Linked DNA regions of Sus scrofa: region 2 is linked to region 1. The links are chromatin contacts, called in public Hi-C maps. All regions are on one chromosome and are shown on one strand. Each heading gives the region's core, a stretch centred on a gene start, on an enhancer-like site or on the middle of the called end of the contact. The rest is flanking DNA. Distances are from core to core; before and after follow the strand shown. Region 1 holds the start of ZFP36 (zinc finger protein 36, C3H type, homolog (mouse)). Region 2 holds the start of BLVRB (flavin reductase (NADPH)).

Region 1 (4,929 bases), core at 997-3,496:
CCTAAATCGGAGGGAGGAGAGGCTGGGGGCTCGGACTCCTGGGTCTGATGAAGCAGGGGGCTGGGGGCTGGGTCTCCAGGGTCTAAGCTTGGAGGCTGCTTAGCGACCTGGACCCCTAGTGCTGAGCAAGCCGGGGCCGAGGCCCCGGTTTGGTTCCCGACCACAACCCCGCGTCAGTGTTTCGATGGGTGGTCCGTCCTTCAACGCGCAGAGGCCCCTCCAGCCTCTGCGAGAGTCGCCCAATCAGAGCGACCTGGTTCTCGGGCCGATGACTCAGCAGATGGGAGAGGGGAGGGGGTCATCCTGACTCAAGGATGGGAAATGTTCCCTGTCTCCAGGGAATCGAAACTGGGATCCCTCCATCGGGATCGCTGCCAGAGCCGAGCCGGACACCGGGGACTCCAGGGTGCCCCCCACCTCTCGTGCTCCCGCCGCCTGAGCCGTACTAGCGACACAGGGATTTGGAGCACAAACGGGCGGCGGGTGCCAGGCACCTCCCCTTTCCCCCTTTTCCCGTAGTCCTCAAGCCTCTGTTTACAGGCTACAGAAGCCCTGGTTACAGAGAGGAACCCGGGCGTCCGGGCCGAGCCTCCTCGTCACGGCTTCCAGGAAGCCCCCCTCCTCCCCCGCCCCTTGCGAGTGAGTCACAGGCGAGAGGGAGGCTGCAACCGTGCCAGAGCCGCCCGCAGACTCCCAGCTCACGGGACCGGCCAGGAAGGCCCCTCGGCCCCAGAAGGCGCCGCACCAGGGATTCCCCCGAGCTCTGTCGGCCGAGCTAGTCGGCGTGCCTAGCAGAATCTCCCCACCTCAATACAAACCCGCGGTCTGCAGGGGCAGCCTGCAAGAATGAACTTTCCACCATGATAACTGCGTGGCAATGATTTCTTTCTACCCCTCTTATTTTCACTCAGGGCAGCCAGCTCACCAAGACCCCCTTTAAAAATTAGTTTTTTCTCCTTATCTTGAGCTTCATGCAGGGCAACCCCTTGACAGTAAAAAATTTGCCAATAGGGGGAGTGATTTGTGCAAATTTAGCGTTCTCTCAAGGCACGTCCCTTTTTCTTGAGACCCATCCGACTATTAGCTGATGATGACCCACTTTTTCCACCTCCAGACGGCTTTCCACCAAGAAAACCCTCCACCATAACAAGAGATCTCCAACCTTTTCCTATCTTGAGCTTCTCGGAGTGCAAACTCGTAACATAATTCAAGGCCCTGTTATTAAGCTGTTGTCATTTACTAATTGGAGAATAACTTGGCCTCTCTGTGCCTGGGTTTCCTTGTGTAGAAAATGGGCATAATACCTCCTTGAGTTAATGTACGTAAAGCACTTTCATGCCTAACCCAGAGGTAGCGGTTAGAATTGCCATTATATATTTGAGGGTGAGAGGTCACAGAAGCCCTGGAACTGGGGAAAGAGGCCCCTTTCCAGCCAGGTGTCGGGGCAGCGCTCCTCCTACCCTCGTGAGTGGGGCGGTACAGGTCTTGGGACCTGGATAATTTGGGAGCGAGACCATGTCAGGCTGGCAGGTCTCAAAAGAATTCTCCATCGGGCCTATTGGTCTCTTCATCTTGCTCCTGAGAATTTCTGTTTGTGGATGTTTATTTCTCCCCCCCTCCCTTCTCCCTTTTTCTCTGTTTCTTTATGTGCCCCCCCCCCACTTCTTGCTCTGAATTTGCCGTCTGGGACCGTCTATATCTCGTCTTTTCTATCTCTGCCTCCCCACCTTCCTTCTCTCTACCCCCTCTCCCTCTCTGTACCCGTCTCCCCTCTGTGTGCGTCTCTGTGTGTGTGTGTCTGTCTGTCTCCCAGTGTTTGTCTTTTTGCCTCCCTCCATTTCTGTCTTTTGCACTCAGTGGGCCTCTCCCCGCCCCCGTCCGTTGGCCTCTGCCCCGGTCAATTCCCCCAGGGGCCCTGCCCCGCCCCCACCTCTGTCCCAGTTCCCTTCTCCGCGCCTCAGGCTCCAGCTTTGAAAACTGGGCCGACACCCCTCACCCCACACACTCCCCGCGGGGTCGCGATCGCCCGCGGACCCGGATCAGGCAAGTCCCGGCCCGCAGCCGGGCGGAAGGGGACTGGTCCTGGGCCGGGCGGGCTGTGCTGGGGCGGTGCGTCCGGGAAGCGCCCCTCCTGGCCCCGCCCGCCCAGGCCCGCCCCTCTCGAGGCCACGCCCCCTCCTGCTGAATAAATGCAGCCACTGTGCGGGCCCCGCTGTAGCCTGACTTCAGCGCTCCCACTCTTGGCCGGCCCCTCAGCCTTCGGCCCTCTGCGCCGCCATGGATCTCACCGCCATCTACGAGGTGAGCCCCCGCTGATTTGCACCCCGGAGTCCCCATGCCTGACTCCTTTCTCAAGTCTCACCCTCTAGCGCCGCAAACTCCCTCCCGGGACTCTGGCTCCCTTCTCAAACTAAGCTCTTTAGCGCTTCGCACTCCGGCCGGGAGGATCCTGCCTCTTCTCAGACCAGTGTGATCCTCTGGAGGTGAAAATGGAGCCCGTGACTTTGTGGTCTCAGCCCAAACACGGGTGGGCTGGCCTTCGGAAGTGGAAAGCTGGAGGGCTTTTCTCAGGCTGGGGCTGTCTGGAGGCGGAAATGGCCCCACACCTGGCTTACCCCTAGTAGTTGCTGAGGGCGCGGTTTTGCGCGGAGGCGTTTCTGGGGCTAGAGTCTCGGAGAGGGGAAGCCGACTTCTGCTTCCCCACTCCCTAACCCAGAGGACGACTCTGGGAACTCTAAAACCCAAGAGGTCCGCACTCCTGGGTTAACTTTGTTCGCGTCTCCAACTTGTGAAACTGGAGAACCCGATGAGTGTAGTCAGATCCCGAGAGGCCCAGAGGCTTAAAATTGGAAGACAGCGGTGTGTGTCCTGACTTGATCCTGCCGGGCAGCCGGGATTCCTGGGCCCCTCGGGATGAGCTTAAGTCGCGAATATAAACTCAGAACCTCCGAATCGAGATTCTTGCGATCCGGAACCCGTATTTTTTTCCTGCGGGCGGGTGGAGTTCTAGCCAGGAACCCACAAACCGGACTGGCAAGCTTTTAGGTGCTCTGCAGCTGGGGGCGGGGCGTCACCCTGTATTTTCGGTGTCTTAACCCATCCCTGTTCCCACAGAGCCTCCTGTCGCTGAGCCCTGACCTGCCATCCTCCGACCACGGAGAGACTGAGTCCAGCCCGGGCTGGGCCACCGCGGGACTGTGGAGCCTCAACTCATCCGATTCCAGCCCGGCTGGGGTCGCTGCCCGCCTACCTGGTCGCTCCACCAGCTTGGTGGAAGGTCGCAGCTGCGGCTGGGTGCCCCCACCCCCAGGCTTTGCACCCTTGGCTCCCCGCCCAGGCCCTGAACTGTCGCCCTCACCCACCTCGCCAACTTCGACCCCCACCACCTCCTCCCGCTACAAGACTGAGTTATGTCGGACTTTCTCAGAGAGCGGGCGCTGCCGCTATGGGGCCAAGTGCCAGTTTGCCCATGGCCTGGGCGAGCTGCGCCAGGCCAGCCGCCACCCCAAGTACAAGACGGAACTCTGCCACAAGTTCTACCTCCAGGGCCGCTGCCCCTACGGCTCTCGCTGCCACTTCATCCACAACCCCAGCGAAGACCTGGCTGCCCCCGGTCACCCGCATGTGCTGCGCCAGAGTATCAGCTTCTCAGGCCTGCCCTCCGGTCGCCGAACCTCGCCACCACCACCCGGCCTAGCAGGCCCTTCCCTGTCCTCATGCTCCTTCTCGCCCTCCAGCTCCCCACCACCACCACCTGGGGACCTTCCACTTTCACCTTCTGCCTTCTCTGCTGCCCCTGGGACCCCTGTGGCCCGAAGGGACCCCACCCCGGCCTGTTGCCCGTCCTGCCGAAGGGCCACTCCCAGCAGCATCTGGGGGCCCTTGGGTGGCCTGCCTCGGAGCCCCTCTGCACACTCCCTGGGATCTGATCCTGACGAATATGCCAGCAGTGGCAGCAGCCTGGGGGGATCCGATTCACCTGTCTTCGATGCCGGGGTTTTGGGGCCACCCCAGCCAACTGCAGTTCCCCGAAGACTCCCCATCTTCAATCGTATTTCTGTTTCTGAGTGACAAGTGCCTGCCCAGTACAGATGAGCTGGATCTTAAGGGGGCCATTTCTCTTGTGCTGTGGGCACCACAAGGGGTCCCAGGGCTGTGGAGAACTGAGGGACTTAATCAAGTAGCTCCCCTCACTTTCCAGAGTGCATTAACTCACTCCCCTGACCGCATGCTGGGGCAGGTCCCCAGTGTGTGAGCTCAGGTGGTCATGGTATTAGGGGGGAGGAGTGTTTGGGGTCTTAAAAAAAGATGTAGCAAATCTGAGGGAGGCAGTGAACCCTCTTCCTCCCACCTCTCCCCTGCCCAATGCTGTGAATAATAAGCCCCCCTCTGCCCCCTTCCACTTTTCCCTAGACACGGAGGTGCCAGTGTTTGATGGTTACTGGAGCCTCCCCTGAGGGGGTATCCTGGTGCTCAAATTTCCCTCCAAAAGCAAGTAGCCAAAGCCAGCGTCAACCCCCTGCTCTCCCGCCCTCGCCTTTGGGCCCTTTATTTATGACGACTTTATTTATTCTAATAGATTTTATAGTATTTATATATATTGGGTCGTCTGCTTCCCTGTATTTTTCTTCCTCTTTTTTGTAATATTGGAAACAATGGAATAATTATTGTTATAAGTAAGTATACTATAATAATATATTAAGTAATAATATATTGTTAAAAGTTTATTTTTGTGTTTTTTGGAATTTTTAAATAAAAGAAATCTGTAAGTTGGAATCCTGGCTCTTCTGCGGTCTAGAGGCGGTCAGAGAGGGGAGGAGGGTGTGGACCTTTTTAGAAGCGGGGTAGAGTCCGCCCTTAGCTCCTCCAAACCTTCCTGGAGCTGAGCCGCCTGCGGCGCTTACCTGGCAGGAAGTGACGTCACTTGCC
Region 2 (4,929 bases), core at 1,658-4,157, 660 kb after region 1:
ATACATGCTGCGACATGCACAAACTTGGAAAAAAATATTTTTTAGTTAGTGACGAAGTCAGTCATAAAGAGCCACGTAGTGTATGATTCCATTTATGTGAATGGCCCGGAACAAACAAATCCATACAACGCCAGATCCGAGCCACATTTTCGACCTACGCCATAGCTCATGGGAACGTCAGATCCGCAACCCACTGAGTGAGGACAGGGATTGAACCCACGTCCTCAAGGATACTAGTCAGGTTCATAAATTGTGGGTATTTTGGAGGAGAAACATGTTCTCGCAAACAGTGAGAGTTTTGACACGGGCCGGGCACAAGAGTGCCCATTAGTGTTACCTTATTGGCGATTAGTGGCATTTATTGAGAGCCTTCTATGTGCCAAGTGTTGTGCTATGCTCTTTCCACAGATAAATGATTTTTTTTCCAAAAAATTTTAATAACAACTCACATTTAAATTTAAATAGCCACATGTGGCGAATGGCTACCATCACAAACTATAGTTTTAGAATTTGCAGATTTTACCTTTTACAAAGAAAACAACATTTGCAAAGACTTATTTCCAAACCTTTTCCTTTTCTTTTTTTTCCAAATCCTTTACTTCATATTTTTCTCTTAATTTTTGGCTCTTTTTTTTTGGCCACACCCAGGGCATGCAGAAATTCCCAGGCTAGGGAAGGAACTCAAGCCATGTCAGTGACAAACCAGATCCATAACCTGATGAGCCACCAGGGAACTCCTGTTAACTTTTTATTTTGAAATAAATTCAGACCTACAGGAAAGTTGTACGATCTTGATTCTCATATTTGCTTTATCTTTCTTTCCTTGTGTATATAATAATACACATAACATATATAATTATATATGTGTACAAAATGTTCCCCTAATTATGTGAGGGTAAGTTGTAGATTATGCCTCTTTTAAGCCATTTTTATCTCAACCCTCAGTACAAAATAGATTTCACTGCCTAATCCAGTATCCAAAAAAACTCTATGTATATAACTCAAACAAAAGTTTCATAAAACCCATTTTAACATGTGATACATTGATATTATTGTGACCAATTAAATATATCTCAGAACTGCACTAGGATCCATAGTTTGAAAAGCTGCAGACTACAACGATCCCACAAAGTAGGTTGTATTATATGCCCATTTTGAGGATGGGGGAAACTGAGGCAATTTTAGGTAATCAGGCCAGGACCACACAGCTATAATCTGAGTTCACTCAGCCAAGGAGTGCCTATTAAGTGCCCTTTATATGCTGGGCACCCTTTGAGGTATTTTCCATATATGACTTCATTTCATCATCACAAGAGCCCAAGGTCAAGTTCCACTAGTTCCATCCCCTCTTTGCAGATATCTAGGTACACAGATGACAAGGCATCCGACCACACCGGTGGTACGCAGTAGAGCTGGGGTTTGAAAGTGGACAGATGGGCACCAGAGTCTGTGCTAGTCAGAACTCAGCCCTACAGAATCAATGAGCTAAATAAAAGCTCAGCTCATTTAAGCCCCTCCTGTTTTGGATGGGGACAGCGAGGTTCTGGCTCGCCCGTAGCTCTGAAGGGACCTGGCAGAGTCACTGAGAAGGCAGGTGTAGTTCCGGCTGTGACCAGCAGTGTGGATAAATGAAATTCCACAGAATCCTGGTTTAAGGGAGAGGTAGTCACGTGGAAATCTGGATCATCAGGGTGACTCAGCACCTTTCAACTTCGTCCTCTACTTCCTCCTCTAGAAACGTGTATCAGCAAATTTGTTTCCCCTCTCCCCACAAGTCAAGATCCTCCCTAGGTCTTCCTGGGGAAGGGGGAGAGCTGCAGGCCTAATGGGGAACTTTCAGGCAGAGTCCCTGCAAGGGAGAGCTGGGCTAGGAGACAGCTGAGAGTAGGATCCTGGCAGCCTCCACCCTTTGGGGGCACCCAGATAGTCAATATCTTCAGCATCACCAAGACCAGCAAGGGTGGGACCGTTTATCTGGAAGAGCCAGCCTCCACTGGGGGTTGGTGAACTCTGCAAGGTGGGGGCAGGGGATGGCTTATCCCCTTTCCTGGAGCAACTCCATATTTTCAGCCCTCGTTGGCTTTCCTAGGACCAGTGTCCCCAAGTCTTCAGTGACCTACCTTCCATCAGGTGCTCACGGCAACACACTCCCCAGCCTCTTGAACTTTAAGCCTTGGTGTCCAAACCAAGAACTTTTAGCAGCTGAGAGCATGTGCTGGGTACAAATAACAACACTGCCACTTTCTGGCTGGGTGACAGTGGACAAGTCACTCTCTGGGCCTCAGTTTTCTCATCTGTCAAGTGAGGTGATACTAGTTCCCATCTCACCTGAGAGCTGGGACTATTTAATACAAATGAAGAGAAGGCAGAGCTGGGAGTCCCATGCCTGGCTTAGTTAAGCCCTTGCTGGGTGTGCAAACCACTACCGCCCACCACCACCACCACCACCACCACCACCACCACCATCACCACCACCACCACCATAACAGCATTTCATAAGAGCATTGGATTTAAACTTGTCACCACAGTCCCCTAGCCTCCCAGGGCCAATTCCTTTCCCTTGGACTCACATAAAATTGGACCTCATACTGTCCCCAACCTCTGCCCCCGTGGCCACTTGCTTTGCCCCTGAGTCCTCACACACCAAGGCACACCGGGTCCCATGATGTCCCTTCCTAAAGTTCTGGCCCTGCACCCGGTGACATCCCATGCCCGCCCCAGCTCATGCCTGCTTGCACCGCCTGCGCCAGGGTGGTGAGCCCGGTTCTGCCAGTGGCGCCGAAGATCGCAATCTTCTTGACAGACATGCTGCAGGGACGTAGGGTTGCGAGGCCGCGGAGTCACAGGACGCGCGGGAACCGACTGGCTGCTGGGCCGCCCTCTGCGTCCTTCCCTAGCGGGAGGAACGGGGCGGGGCCGCCCCGAGGGCCACGCCTCAGCCCACCTCCAGCCTCAGGCTTAGGCTGAGGAGCGAGTCCAAAAGGCCACGCCTCCAGCTAAGAATAGGGTGGGCGGGGCGGGCCAGCACCGCCCTCTGGGCCCGCCACTTAGACTGGGAGGCGTGGCTGTATCCGGCCATCGATTCAAGTGGCCCCGGGGCTCCGCCTCCGCGCTCCAGCCTCCCAGGGGGAGGCGGGGCGAGCTCGGGCCACGCCCACCGCTCTCTCCTCACTCACGCCCCTTCTCTCTGGGCCACAAGGCAGATCGGAGATTCACACTAAGCCCCAGGGCCTCCTCGAGGTTGCAAGGGAAGAAAGGGAGGGAGGACGGTGTGGGTGTGACACTGTGTAACTGCGTGTCTGTGAGCCCATGTGACCCTGAGTGTCTCTGTAAACAACCCCAAGGGAGACCATAATTGTGGGTGACACCATGTGCCATCTGCTGTGTACAACACCTTATTACAGTGTGAGACTGTGTGACGCTACGTGTGGCAAGTTATTGTGTGACCTTGTAGTGTCACTAAGTGACAGTGTGTCAGTCTGTGATGCTGTGTGCATCCATGACTCTGGGGTATATTGTGTGAGTGTGGAACACGTGTGCGATGTGTTACATGCGAGTATGTGACTCAGAGTGTGACAGTGTGTGACACTGCATGTGTCATGTGAGGTGTGTGACACTGACACCATTTGAGTGTGGCTGTGGGTGTTACTGTTGTGTTTCTATTTGTGAACTCTATGTGATGTATGAGTGTGACGGTGCAGGATGTGTGACCTTCATGTGAGTGTGCAACTGATGTGACAAGTTTGAGTGTGAAAAAGTGTGTGACACTGTGTGATGGTGAAGCTGTGTGTGATGTGTATGACACTCTTTGTGACCCCATGTTAGTGTGTGACATATGTGTGTTTGTATATGACTCCAAGTGAATGGTGGTGGCACTATTCGAGTGTTCTACAGTGTGTGACGCTGTCGGGCACTGTTCCAGGGCGCGACTTCGTGTGAGCTTGTGACTGCGTGAGACAGTTTGAATATTTGACCCTGCGTGACCCCATGTAAGGGGGTAACAGCGTGAGCGTGTGGATATGAATAGTATTTGTGACGCTGTATGTGACCCCGTATGTGTGTGGCCGTGTGGGAGTGTGCGACCCCGTGGGAATGTGTGTGTGTGACGCTACCACCGGCCCCTGCAGCTGTGCAGCGCACGCTGTGGCCGGGTGTGTGACCGCGCGTGGGCCAGCGCCGCGGGCGGCCGGGGTTGGCGGGAGACCGCGGGCGGGAGGGGGTCCGGGGGCGCGCCGAGCGCGACGGCCGCGCGAGCCGGAGGAGGCGCGCCGGCGGCGGCGGCGGCGCATGCGGATCTGGCCGAGCGGCGGGGCTGGTGGGGCCGAGCAGAGCCGGGCCGGGCCGGGCCGGGCCGGGCCGCGGACACCAACAGGGAGGGCAGTCGGGCACTGCCAGCAGCGGGGACAGCGGCACCGGCCGCCGCGGGCCCAGGTGAGCGGTGGCGTGGGGGCGGATAGTCCCTCCCTCCGGCATCTCCCCACCTGCCCGAGCATCCCTTCCCCGCGCACGCTGGGCTTGGCCTGACCCCTCAGGGTCTCCACGGCTGGGGGAGGTGGAGGGTCAATGGCAGAGGGAGCCCCCAGCCCTCAACCCCGTCCAGCCTCCGCGCCGTGCGTGGGTCTTCCACCCAAGCCTTGTCCTTCCCAGGCCCCCTCCTTGAGGACGGTGACTGGACTGCAGGGAGAGAGAGGCGCGGCCTTGGAAGGGTTAAAGCATCCGCTTCCAGGTCCCATCCCCAGCTTCGCACCGGGCCAGGCTTTCCTGGGGCTGCTGGACACCCCCGTCCACCTCCCCCACCGCCTTCTCCCTTCCTTCTCTGTTGAATCACGTAATGGCCAAGGCTGTTCCTCGCGGGCCTGAGAGCTCCCAAAGTGCTAAGTGTCTCTCCATCTCCCAAGTACCCTCCATGGAGGAAACAGCTGTGCTCAC

What was found. A called contact is a pair of places that touch in the nucleus more often than the background predicts.
Region 2: a contact with region 1 is called in a Hi-C map of liver, with 4 times the contacts expected there. The contact joins the promoter of BLVRB here to the promoter of ZFP36 in region 1. A contact is called at or near these places in 1 of 47 Hi-C or Micro-C datasets (liver) and 1 of 2 datasets of contacts at active chromatin or transcription factors (alveolar macrophages).

The regions. Positions count from the first base shown.
Region 1 is chr6:48,061,486-48,066,414 of Sscrofa11.1, forward strand. ZFP36 (zinc finger protein 36, C3H type, homolog (mouse)) reads left to right here and starts at 2,247. Exons shown (of 2, transcript NM_001168419.1): 1 at 2,247-2,301; 2 at 3,115-4,750. The coding sequence starts at 2,278. The coding sequence ends at 4,071.
Region 2 is chr6:48,725,526-48,730,454 of Sscrofa11.1, forward strand. It overlaps BLVRB (flavin reductase (NADPH)), which reads right to left and starts at 2,908. Exons shown (of 5, transcript XM_003355917.4): 1 at 2,729-2,908. The coding sequence starts at 2,807. SPTBN4 (spectrin beta chain, non-erythrocytic 4) reads left to right here and starts at 4,314. Exons shown (of 36, transcript XM_021094394.1): 1 at 4,314-4,431.